2 separate regions of the Mus musculus genome follow, and region 1 is linked to region 2. The links are chromatin contacts, called in public Micro-C maps. All regions are on one chromosome and are shown on one strand. Each heading gives the region's core, a stretch centred on a gene start, on an enhancer-like site or on the middle of the called end of the contact. The rest is flanking DNA. Distances are from core to core; before and after follow the strand shown. Region 1 holds the start of 1700019D03Rik (RIKEN cDNA 1700019D03 gene). Region 2 holds the start of Mfsd6 (major facilitator superfamily domain containing 6).

Region 1 (2,700 bases), core at 65-2,564, 230 kb after region 2:
TTTTAGACTTTCTTTTCAAAGAGAAGTAGACATCCTGAATGTAATCTTGGAAGTTGAAAGGTTGTTGGCTGGGGCAGGACTGAGGAGACACAAGCAGAAGTCAGCTCAGTGTAAACACGGCTTTTCTGACAGGAGCAGGATATAACTCCAAACACTGAGTTCCTCACACTGAAGTGGCCAATCAGAACCTGGCTTCTGGCAGCAGTGCTGTGTGGACAGCATACTGAAATTGCCTGAGGGCAGACCACAGTTTAAAGTACCCTTATTATCTCATAATGTACCTACAGTTATTTTTCTTACACAGCAAAAAGAAAAAAAGAAAGAAAAGAGTAAATATGAAGTTACTATTTTTCCCAGAACCTTTCTGCTATACTTAATACCATTTCCCATCCATACATACAAGATAGCTGTGTCAGGAAATAAAACCCCTTTCAAAGGAAAAACGGATTTTCTTGACTCGTGCTTAGCTATATTATCCCCCTGAAATTTTGCCAAAAATCTCCATCTCATATATACGGGCAGTGACGGATCTTTAAAAAGAGGTGGACAGTTTACCCACTAGTTTATGTTGTTTTGTTACCTTCAGTAAAAGATGGGGGAGGGGTCAAAACAGCAATAGAAGAGAAACGACTGGACTGCGTCTGGAGCTTTCTCTGGTAGCTGGGCTCCCACTGTCTATTCTTTCATTTCTCTTTCATTTGCATCATTTCCCCTCAGGATTCAGCCTCCCACAGCTTCCAAGAGTACAGACACTCTGCTAATCATGTGCCACTCAGCACAAGCCTGACAGCTTGACTTGTGCATGTAGTGTCCTTACCGGAAAACCTCCATTCATTCTTCAGGTGGGGAGGAGGATGAACCTGCATCTTGCAATGAGCAATGAAATACTTTAGTTTGTGGGCTCGGAACAAGATCAGAAGATGGAGCTAAAGGCTCAATTAAGGAACCTAGGATGTGAGGTTGTGTCCAGGACAGCTGGCTGTGAAATGTTAGATAAAATTAACTACTGCAACTCCGGCTTTCCTGGGTTGGAAAGTCAAAAGGTCACAGCATCGGAGCAGGACACCCACCTTCCAGATGTTCACTTACCCTACACTGCAGCGGGCCAGCTGCACCGCCATCGCAAGTCTGCGCGGCCTCGGCCGAGGAGGCGCGGGCGCTTGGCTGTTCTCATGCCCCTGGCCGCAGCCCGGGCTCCCAGGGTGGGTGCTGCCCCCCAGGGCGGGGCCTCAGGAAGGGAGCCGAAGCCTGAAAAGGTGCGGCATGGCCGGGCAGCAGAGACAACGTCTCCCCTGGAGTAGGGCGGACGTCCTTCGGCAGTGGTCCCGGCTCCTCCCCCTGCACCCCTCCTAATCCACCCCCCTCCTCCCAGAACTGCTCACGAGTTCGCGGCTCGCTCCCTGAAAGTGGAGCCAAGGGACCCGCGGCTACGGAGCACAACCCTCAGTGTTGGCACCGCCAGGGGCTACCCCTGCCCAACAGCATTGGGTTCCAAGCACAACCAAAGGGATCCGAAGTGCTGGGCCACAGCTCGCACTCCCACCCGGCAACCTATTCACACACGGCTCCACCTCCCCAGCAAGATCCAGACCACCAAGTATGAAAGCTAAGTGAGCTTGTATCTCCCTCTCCTGCCCCACATCCCCAGAGCCACCTGGACTGAGACATCACCTGATCTCTGTCCACGTGGGAGCAGGCGCGGCTCGTCCGGTGCTGCAGCGTGGCGCCAGCCCCGCAGGTGATCTCCTGTCACCTGCCCCGGGGCCCTCCCCTGAAGGCTGCGCTGCTCCAGTGCCAGTTTAGCAGTCAAACCTGTTTTGATCCCAACGCCACGCCTCGCAGCTCTACCCTAAGACACCACCAGACCTAAGTACTTTGCCCCAGTGCACTCGGAAGTGCACCAAGCACTTCTAAATTTAAAAATGCGTCCAGTATTGCACTTTTCTATCCCCGAGTACCCAAATATCGAAACGCTTGTTTCTCAAAACAAAACATCAAGAAAGATCATATTCTTACCCTTTAAGGAAACAAGCGCCTCAAAACATAGCCATTATTCAGTTAGACCTCATTCCATGAGATGCCTGCATCTGTCTGTGTGATTCCCATCGTCAGTAACCGCCCCAAGAGAATGACAAAAGAACCATTATTCCATCCTGTCCTACAATGGATTGTCAATGCAAAATTCATGCCCCAAGGGACCTCAGCAGAACTCTCTCAGTTCCTTGCTTTACAGATGCAGATGCTTAGGCTGAGCCCAGCCTTAGGATTGGGGGGAGGGGGGGGCGGGGATGCAGAGATGAGTGGATTCCTGAGAACCCACAGCCAAAGGGGCAACCTTCAGGTTTCATGAAGGACCCTGACTCAAGTAAATTAGGTCCAGAGCAGTTGAAGATGCTACCCAAGGGCACACACACACACACACACACACACACACACACTTCAGCACTTTCCTCTCTCCCCACTCCTAAAGAAAAGCCTGAAGCCTATAGGCTAACATAAACAGGGCCTTTTGGAGGTCCATTTCAGTAAAAAATTAACTCAGAGAGCAAAGGATCTAAGAAGTCCCTCCAGACCTAGCTCAGCTTTAAGTGAATCCAGCATTTTAGTTTAGTTCTGTGCAAATCAGCTAAGGTAACTTTGACCTGAAAATATTGTGCCTCAAACATATCAATTTTTTCATTTAGTGTGATTAATGGCACC
Region 2 (2,700 bases), core at 194-2,693:
CCTCCTCCTTTTCTTCATAAGGGCATCAATAATGCATACACTTTTAGCTGGCTAGGGCCTGGTCTCAAGGAAGCAATGCTCTGTGCAGAACATGGACCTACCCAATGTTCTCTTTTACAGTGCTGCTGGTAGCACATAAACTGTATGCTGCCTACTTTCAACTACACCTAATATCACACACAATATCACACACAACTACACACAACATCGTGAACCTCCAGCAAGGTTAAAGGAGATTTGACTGGATTACTATCATCTTGTATCCATCTTTTTTCTCTGTGTGAGAAAACTGCAGCCTGGGATGATGTAACAACAACCAAAGGACACAAAACTACTTAGACACTGGTTGGGAGTTGAAACTTCAACTCCACAAGGTTATTTCTACGATGGATTGGCAGGTATTATATGTCCCAGTGGGTGTAGGCATGCTTATTAATTTTTTTTTTTTTTGATGAAAGGGAATGTTTGTGGTTTCGCAGGCGTGTGGGAGAATCAAAACGCACAGTGTGCCAGACTTAAGGGTGGTAATCCACGGGCAAGACCACGTGGGGAGGGGCAAAGGGAGGAGGAGGGGCTACATCTGAATCTTTCCTCTACCTGGTAGTCTCTGTGAAGCGAGGGACCCAAGCCTGAGTTGAAGCTCAGTGCTCAGCGCGCACGCACACCGTAGGACATTTCTCCTAAGGAGGTAGCAGCCCGGGAAGAGGTGTACCGCCCCCTGTATTTGTTTCCACGGGGGAGGCAGACAATGTCAGTTTCCTCCTGCTACACAGGGGGACACTGTCAAGGGCCATGAAGACAAGCTCGCCTCCCCCTCTCTCCCGGGGATGTTTACCTCCAAGGCGACGCCGGGACCGGACTCTGACAGGCTTGGGCCCGCGGGGCCCACCCGCGCCCCCCACCTTCTGCAGCAGCTGCGGGCGGGCGGCGGCCAAGGGCTCCCGGGCAGCGCCTTTGTTTTCCCGACTCCAATTACGTTTGCGGAAGTGCTGCGGGCGCGGGGGACGCCGCTGTCCTGCACCCCGAGATGACAGGCGGCACCCGGGAGGGCGGGATAGGCTCGGAGGCCCCGGGCCGGGGCGGCGCCCACCCCGCAGCAGGTGCACGGAGGAGGATCCGGGGCCCCGGGGCGGCGCCGACCCACTCACCTGGAGGCGCTCAGCTGCGCGAGGCGCGGGGAGCCCTGTCCCCGGGGTGCGGGGCGGCCGCTCGGGGCGCCGGGGCGGCGGCGGGCAGGCCAGAGCGCCGCATGTCGGTTGGGTGGCTAGCTCCTCTCCCGGGGGTGCGGCGGGCGCGACGGCTGGATGCAAGCCGGGTGGGGCGAGCGATGGCGCTGGCCCGGCGCAGTCCGGCGCAACCCCTCTGTCCGCTCCTCCTCGCCGCTTTGGTCCCAGGCCTGGCCTCGCTGCCGCCGCCTTCGCTCCCGACCGGCTGGACCCGTTTCAGGGCTGAGCTGGAGAACCGGGCGCCAGGTGCAGCGCTCCGCCTCCTGCGGCGGCGGATGCGTCCGCCGCCTCCTCTCGGCCTCCCGCCCTCTGGGGCCGCCCGGGGGACCCGGTATCCAGCCCCGGCTGCCGTGACATATTCTAAAGAGTGAAGAGGTGGGCGATGCCCCATCCCCGTTCCGCCACACCCCATTGCGCTCGGGCTGAGCGGTGTTTTACTCCCTAATCTCTGATGGGGTGTTGGAAAGAACTTGAAGCCCAAAGTAAATAACAACCTGGTCTAGGGGTGGTGACAGCCATCAGTTTTCCAGAACTTAATAGGTGCCACCCTCAAAGCTAACTCTGCTGATGAGATGCATGCTGTCTGGTTCTAGGCACAACCTTGGTAAACTGTCCTCGGGTGACCCCGCAGACAACAGCTAGGAGAAAGACAGTGCTCGCTCCAGGAGCTTCTGGAACCCAGACAGCATCTGAACATGGCACCTTAATGAAGAAGTGACCTGAGCACAGGTGTTACTCTAAGAATTAAGCTGTATCATTTGTTAAATTCAGATAGCAAGTAGATTGTATACAGGTTTGGTTTGACAAGGGTATGTGCGTGCCTGTGATGGGGAGCAGAGAATCCAGAGCCAGCAATAATGACAGCTAACATTTAGGAACATTCGTTTCTTACATGGGAAGCATTGTTTACATACCATTGAATCCTATAGATGTAAGCAATGTTAATCTATTGTTACAGCTACAAAACGAGACTGAAAGTTAACTAGGTTCAAAATTACAAACAAGTAGAAGAAAATCCAGGCTCTGCATCATAAGACATTACTAAAGAGCACTTTATAGGCCCTGACGCTTCAAATTGTGAAGCCCTTCTTTATGAAAAAGTATAAATATACAGTTGCTGGATGCTCAGCCCCCGTTTCCAGGGACAGTTTCTGCAGTCAATACGCCTTATTACAGACCACTTGAAATGTTGAGACGTGGAAGTTAAACAAAGACGGTATCTGCTAGCGTTTCAGAGGAAAATTATAAAGGTGATTTGTACAAAGGATGACATATCTGCTCTGGTGTGACCTGGAGACAGCTGGATCCCTCATTGTGTGGAAATGAAAAGCTCTTCAAGTTCCCAGTTGGGCTATCATGAAAGACAACATTCTCCTGATCTGTCCAGCCAGTACGGAAGTGAAAAAGAAAGCAAGCATTCTCCTGATCTGTCCATGCATTAAGGAAATGAGAGAGAGAGAGACAGAGAGAGAGA

Evidence for each region. A called contact is a pair of places that touch in the nucleus more often than the background predicts.
Region 1: a contact with region 2 is called in a Micro-C map of embryonic stem cells, with 5 times the contacts expected there. The contact joins the promoter of 1700019D03Rik here to the promoter of Mfsd6 in region 2. A contact is called at or near these places in 12 of 39 promoter capture datasets (the 3T3-L1 cell line, the C10 cell line, the HPC-7 cell line and 8 more), 2 of 484 Hi-C or Micro-C datasets (both in embryonic stem cells), 7 of 115 datasets of contacts at active chromatin or transcription factors (effector CD8 T cells and embryonic stem cells) and 1 of 9 other capture datasets (adipose tissue).

The regions. Positions count from the first base shown.
Region 1 is chr1:52,951,526-52,954,225 of GRCm38.p6, forward strand. It overlaps 1700019D03Rik (RIKEN cDNA 1700019D03 gene), which reads right to left and starts at 1,315. Exons shown (of 2, transcript NM_144953.3): 1 at 1,090-1,315.
Region 2 is chr1:52,725,875-52,728,574 of GRCm38.p6, forward strand. It overlaps Mfsd6 (major facilitator superfamily domain containing 6), which reads right to left and starts at 1,444. Exons shown (of 6, transcript NM_178081.4): 1 at 1,149-1,444.